2 separate regions of the Oryctolagus cuniculus genome follow, and region 2 is linked to region 1. A link is a contact called in public Hi-C data. All regions are on one chromosome and are shown on one strand. Each heading gives the region's core, a stretch centred on a gene start, on an enhancer-like site or on the middle of the called end of the contact. The rest is flanking DNA. Distances are from core to core; before and after follow the strand shown.

What was found. A called contact is a pair of places that touch in the nucleus more often than the background predicts.
Region 2: a Hi-C map of skin fibroblasts shows a contact between it and region 1, with 2.4 times the contacts expected there. The contact joins the promoter of CREB3L2 here to the enhancer-like site in region 1. A contact is called at or near these places in 4 of 6 Hi-C or Micro-C datasets (ear pinna, psoas muscle, skin fibroblasts and 1 more).

Annotation. Positions count from the first base shown.
Region 1 is chr3:173,693,652-173,696,634 of mOryCun1.1, forward strand. All of the region lies in intron 5 of CREB3L2 (cAMP responsive element binding protein 3 like 2), which reads right to left. Among named protein-coding and RNA genes, the nearest start is that of DGKI, 67 kb to the left of the region's middle. Within about 2 kb of position 1,535, at least 1 of the 8 cell types and tissues checked has an H3K27ac peak or open chromatin away from gene starts, as enhancers often do.
Region 2 is chr3:173,794,510-173,797,530 of mOryCun1.1, forward strand. CREB3L2 (cAMP responsive element binding protein 3 like 2) reads right to left here and starts at 1,427. Exons shown (of 13, transcript XM_008258046.4): 1 at 1,002-1,427. The coding sequence starts at 1,103.

The DNA of each region.
Region 1 (2,983 bases), core at 285-2,784:
GACAAAGACACACATTTGCTTGTATTAGCATAAAGAAACAGAAGCATATACAAGAAATCAGGAAAAGGAATGACCCAAGGTGAACAGAAGGAAATTTTTAGGGGAGATTATGGCAGAGTCTCAGCAAGACTTTTCAGACTGTATTTATAAGATGGCTTATTTATAAGATGGCTTATGGGGGCCTGCGCTGTGGCATAGTGGGTAAAGCCGCCGCCCACAGTGCCATATGGGTGCTGGTTCGAGTCCTGGCAGCTTCACTTCCAATTCAGCTCTCTGCTATGGCCTAGGAAGTCAGTAGAAGGTGGCCCAAATCCTTGGGCCCCTGCACCCACGTGAGAGACCTTGAGGAAGCTCCTGGCTCCTGGCTTTGGATTGGCACAGTTCCGGCTGTTGTGGCCAATTGGGGAGTGAACCAGTAGATGGAAGACCTCTCTCTGCCTCTCCTCTGTATGTGTAACTCTGACTTTCAAATAAATAAATAAATCTTTTTAAAAAAGATTTATTTATTTATTTATTTGAGAAGTAGAATTACAGACAGTGAGAGGGAGAGAGAGAGCAAGGTCTTTCTTCCATTGGTTCACTCCCCAAGTGGCCACAATGGCCGGAGCTGTGCCGATCCGAAGCCAGGAGCCAGGTGTTTCTTCCTGGTCTCCCATTTGGGTGCAGGGGCCCAAGCACTTGGGCCATCTTCTACTGCTTTCCCAGGCCACAGCAGAGAGCTGGATTGGAAGAGGAGCAACTGGGACTAGAACCAGCGCCCATATAGCATGCCGGTGCCGCAGGCAGAGGATTAACCTACTATACAATGGCGCCGGCCCCCAATAAATAAATCTTTAAAAAAAAAAAGATGGCTTATGTAGTTTGACTTATAAATCATGCTGTTTTGTTGTGCACTTTAAAGGAGAATCTCTTAAGACATAGCAAAACCTAGGAGCCCATGGAGAGTTGCCAATGGCTGCATGGAGAAAGCGCATTTGTTTCTGGAGGAGTGTGCAAGGTAGGTTCTGCAGGCAAGATGCCAGGCATTCTTCATCCAGAAAATACTAAATCCATCTTCCGAGAGATGAGGAGGCACAGGGAAAATAGATGGGAGTGCAGCAGAGCCTTCCCACGGCCCCCTGCAAGTAGGAGCGCAGCCTGTGTCTTTCCTCAGGGTGCAGTGCACCCTCTTCCAGGGCCTCTGGGTCACTGGTGGGTGTCCATCAGGCATCATCAGGGCCCCAGGAAGGGGCCTCCGCAGGAGAGCCAATCTGGGTTCAGCCTGAATGAAAGCACTCTCAGGTCTCACTCCAGCTTTTCCTGAACAGTGGGTGCTTCTGTTGAGCCAGCCCCTGTTACTGAGCCAAGGGAGATAACTTTGGGGAAACCCTTCACCCCCAACCCTTCCTGGAGCCCCCAGAACAATAGAGCCCTCAGTGTAGCTGCTCTGAACTGGGCACAGCGCCTGGCTGCCTTACACATATCTAGGTTTGCGCAGCCAGAGGACTGCTTGAGGTCACGGTCAGGCCTCAGCCCTCCATCTCCTCTTACCTTGGAGGCTGCCCAAGGTACTGCCGATGGGGAGGACTTTCTGAGATACAACTACTGACCTCAGACAACTGAAACCACCCACAGTGGCTCTTGAGACTCCAAGCTACACTCAGGCAGCTCTCTCTCCCACTGCGACACCTAAATATCCAAGTTCACAACAGTACTGGCTCTCACTGCCCCCAAGGCACCCCCCTCCCAGCACATTTTCTTCCTCTTCATCATTCTCCTCCTGTCTCTCTTTTTCCAACATACTACTTTTCTCTGGATGCGTCTTATTTCCCTTCTTCCCTGCCAGTGTCTTGCTAAAAGAACTCCCTGGACTACGTAGTGCCTATGGCATTCTTAAAACTAGAATATTGATTCTAAAGTGATCCTCTCTGTTCACAACAATCCTGCCGACAGCTGCAGGGAGCTAAGGAGAGTTAAGTATGTGCCTCACATACGTACGTGCTTGGCTAGAAAGCTGGGGGTTTATGCTAACCAAGCTTTTCCCAATGTCATGAGTACTATGGAACTGTATGATTTAAAAAGAGAGAGAAAGAAAAATGGAAGGAAGGAAGGAAGGAAGGGAGGGGGGGGAGGGAGGGAGGGAGGGAGGAAAGGTAGGTAGCTTGTATCCCATATCAGAATCCTGGCTCTGGCTCCTGACTCCAGTTTCCCACTAACATAGATCCCTGGAAGACAGCAGTGGTGGCTCCAGTCACTGGGTTCCTGCCACCCACATGGGAGACCTGGATTGAAGCCACTTGGACATTTGGGGAGTAAACAAGCAGACGGAAGCTCTGTCTACCTCCACCCTCAACCCTCAACTCTCAAATAAAAAAAGAAAACTAAAACTCAGACAGTAATCAGTTAGGGGTTCTAATGGTCTATGCTATTATATTCCCCTAAAATAACAAATCATACCTAGAGCTCCCTGGTATCTTTATTTGCAGAGGTCAAATTATTCTTTTTATCTATCTATCTATCTATTTATTTATTGTTGAAGTCAAATTATTCTATACAGGTTCTTCAAAAAGTTAATGGAAAAGGGAAAATGGAATTAAAAATAAATTATTTTGGTACAAAAAAATTTCGAGCTATACACATATAAGTGGTATTCAACAAATTCATGGCAATTATGTATTATGAAAAGATTATGCGTGGGTTTCTAACTGTTTTGCATTACACAAACACCTTTTAATTTCATTTTTCCCAAACTTTTGAAGTACCCTTGCACTTTTCTCCTTGTATCCCACAAAAAAATGAGAATTGGATAACAGGAAAAATGAGTGAAACAAACTTGAATCTCATCTTTCCTACCTACAGAGAGTTACTAGTATGAGATTTCCAAACATCATTTGATATGGTCCTCGTGGGTTACTGCAAGAGCTGGGGACAGCAGGCCACTTTGCCTAGAAACTCTGATGTGATCAAGGATATTGAATTCCCTTATCCCTGCTTATCCAAGATA
Region 2 (3,021 bases), core at 177-2,676, 100 kb after region 1:
GAAGATACCCGACACCCAACATGCTCCAAGTTCCTTCCCAAAGACAGAAAGCACCTCTGGGCCCCTGATTCCAATGCAGCCCACAGGGTCTCCCGGGGCCCGGCTCAGAGCACACCCTGAGGATCCCAGGCCACATCTGGCTTCCTCCTCCCCACCGCACCGCTCCATGAACTTCCACTGCCTCGGAGCCCTGCACCCTGCACTTTTTAAACAAGCCATTCTCAGCCACCACACACACTCTGGTGGGAGTCAGCAAAGGAGGCCCTCATCCCTCTTCCCAAAATAACGTCAGCCAGAGGCAAAGGCCAGAGAGGTGGGGCCTGCAGGCCATTTTGCAAAAGTTTCAAATATCCTGGTACTGACCCCATTAGAAGAACCCCGAAAGGGAGAAGCCAAGGGCCGCTTCTCACTCGCGTCTGTCTCTCTCTCTCTCTCTCTCTCTCTCTCTCTCTCTCTCTCTCTCTCACACACACACACACACACACACACAGCCTTTCTCAGACCCGCAGCTCCCTCAGATTTTCCATCCTCCTCTGCCGGCCTTCCCTCTGAAGAGGGGGAGGAGCGGATTTCTCGAGTGCACGGTTTAAGAAAACGCATACGACAGCCTTCCTCCTCCTGTGCAGAACACTTTTCAACACACACACACACACACGTCTTTAAAATGTCTACATGCAAACAAGAAGACAGAGGGAGGGGGAGAGGAGCGGGCAGATCGGAACGCCACTCGCCCACCCACCGAACTCAACAGCGTGCGGTTCTCCGCACACCGACCCCCGCGCCCGCATTACAGCACTGTCAGCAATAGGAAAGATGTGACAGATCAGAAAAGGGCGGGGGAGGCGAGCATACGAAGCGCTGCTGCTCTTGGGGAAAGTTTAACAGAGCACTGCCGCCTCCGTGGGTTCAGACGGAAGAGCTGCCCCGCTCCCCGGACCTCGGGCTCGGGCCGTGCGCGTTCCCCAGCGCTGGCCTCCCGGGCCTCGCCGCGGAGTGCTCACCGTGTGGTACATGAGGGCCTCGCTCTCCCCGGGCTCCGAGAGCTCGCTCAGCTTGCGGTCCCACTGCAGGACGCTCTGCTCCCCGCTCTCCAGCACCTCCATGGCGGTGCGAGCGCGCAGGGCCGGGGATGCCGAGGGCAGGCGGCGGCCGGGCACAGCCGTCTCGCGCCCGCGAGGTCCCGCGCCCTCGGGGGTGTGCGCGGCTGAGGCTCCGAGGCAGGGCTCCCGAGCGGCGCCCTCGGGGAGCTGAGAGACTGCGGGGAACACAAGCCGCCCGGGGCTCAAGGCAGGCCGTGCGTGCAGAGTGAAGGCAGGAGATCGGCTCCCATCCCAAGAAAACCCCTTCGCAACAAGCCCCTCTCCACCACTGCTCCAGACACAAACTTTGAGGCTCCCCTGGGCTTCTCAGCTTTGCTCCGGAGCCCAGCTGCGACCCCACCTCCCTCCAGAGCAGTGACCAATCGGATACCCGCTTCGTCCTCAGGACCCAATCATAAGTCTGTCTCCCCTCTCAGTCCCGCCCAGAAAGCAGGGGCAGCCCGAAGAGTCCGCCTAGTCTTTGGAATGTGGGCGGGGAGCGCCCTGGACGTCACCAGGGAACTCCTCCTACTTGATTGCGGCCTGCGGCCGGCTGTCTGCTACAGCGGACCAATAGAATGCTCGAATCCAGGAGTGACGGACGGCGGGATAGACCAATAAGTAAGGGGACTATGGGACGGACAGCCAATCAAATAGCGACAAGAATACATTTTATGAAAGAGGGAGGGCGCGCCCAGCCCCCTGGCTAAGGATCCCCAGGAATTAGCCGGCGCAGTGAGGGGAGCCAGAGCTGGTCCGCTACGGAACCTCGCTGGAGAAGTGGGCAGACTTAAATACTGTCCAGAATTTTCTCTAGGAGCTTCATTCATTTGAGTATCTCGGGCTTTTTTTTTCATAAATCACATACTATACATAAATATAAATATTTCCTTACGCATAAGTTGTTGTTGGCAGAGTTTTTAATAATCCCGCCCATTTTCTGTTAGGCTCTTCTTCTGACATGCTTTTTTATGGGCTTTATTATTCTGCTACTTTCATGTACTCAGTGGACATTGATCCCAGCTAATGACGTGGTTTTCCAGATCCTAAAACAGCGAGCTGAAGTCTTGAGTTCATAAAGCTTTTGTCCCAGCGGAAGTGTGAGACAGTAACAGATAAACAAGTGTGTAATTTAATTTCAGGAAAGTGATAATAGCTATAAAGACGAAAGTAGGATAAGAGGATGGAGCAGGCCCCTGCTGCTTTCTGTACTGGCCTGGGCAGGTGACATTGAGCAGGGACCTAAGGGAGGGAGGAGCTGGCAGCCCTGAGAGGGGCAGGGGCCAGGCCACCACTCCTGTCTGATTAGGGAGGAGATGACCTACTCGAAAGTAACTTCCCCAAACATTGTGATTTTCTTCCTCCTTTTGGACCCCACCTTTTAAGGAAACAGCTCTTGAAAAATATAATTTGCCCATGATAAATATAAAGGAGTCTTTGACAGTTGGTTCTAGATGTGTCTTACAATAGCACATTCAGCAATCAGCTTTTGCTTTATCCTCTTGGCAAGTGTTTTGTGGGGGTGGGGACAGTCAACTGTCAGAGCTCTACCTTGTCTTTAAGCAGCAGTTTCTCCTATAAACCACTGCATTTGACCACTTCTCATGGGGTCTTTTGTGATTATCTTAATGCTTAACTTGAAATCCTAGTTTATGGACACACACTTTCTTTCCCAAGAGTTTTCTCTTGAATCCTTGGTTTTTCTTTTCCAACCTGCTCCTGCCTTCAGCTCAACCAATTCATAGGTCACCCTTTTCAACTTTTAAAGACCTTTCCTGTTTTGTTTATGTAACACTCAACATGAGCATGAGTTACAGACAGGCACATCCTTGTTAGCACAGGAATGCTAACAGTTATCGGTGGAGCGTTGCTGCTTTTGACAGTCTGACCCTGTGCGTGTCCATGTTATGGGTCACTTCTTGGATGGCCTCCAGTGGGCCTG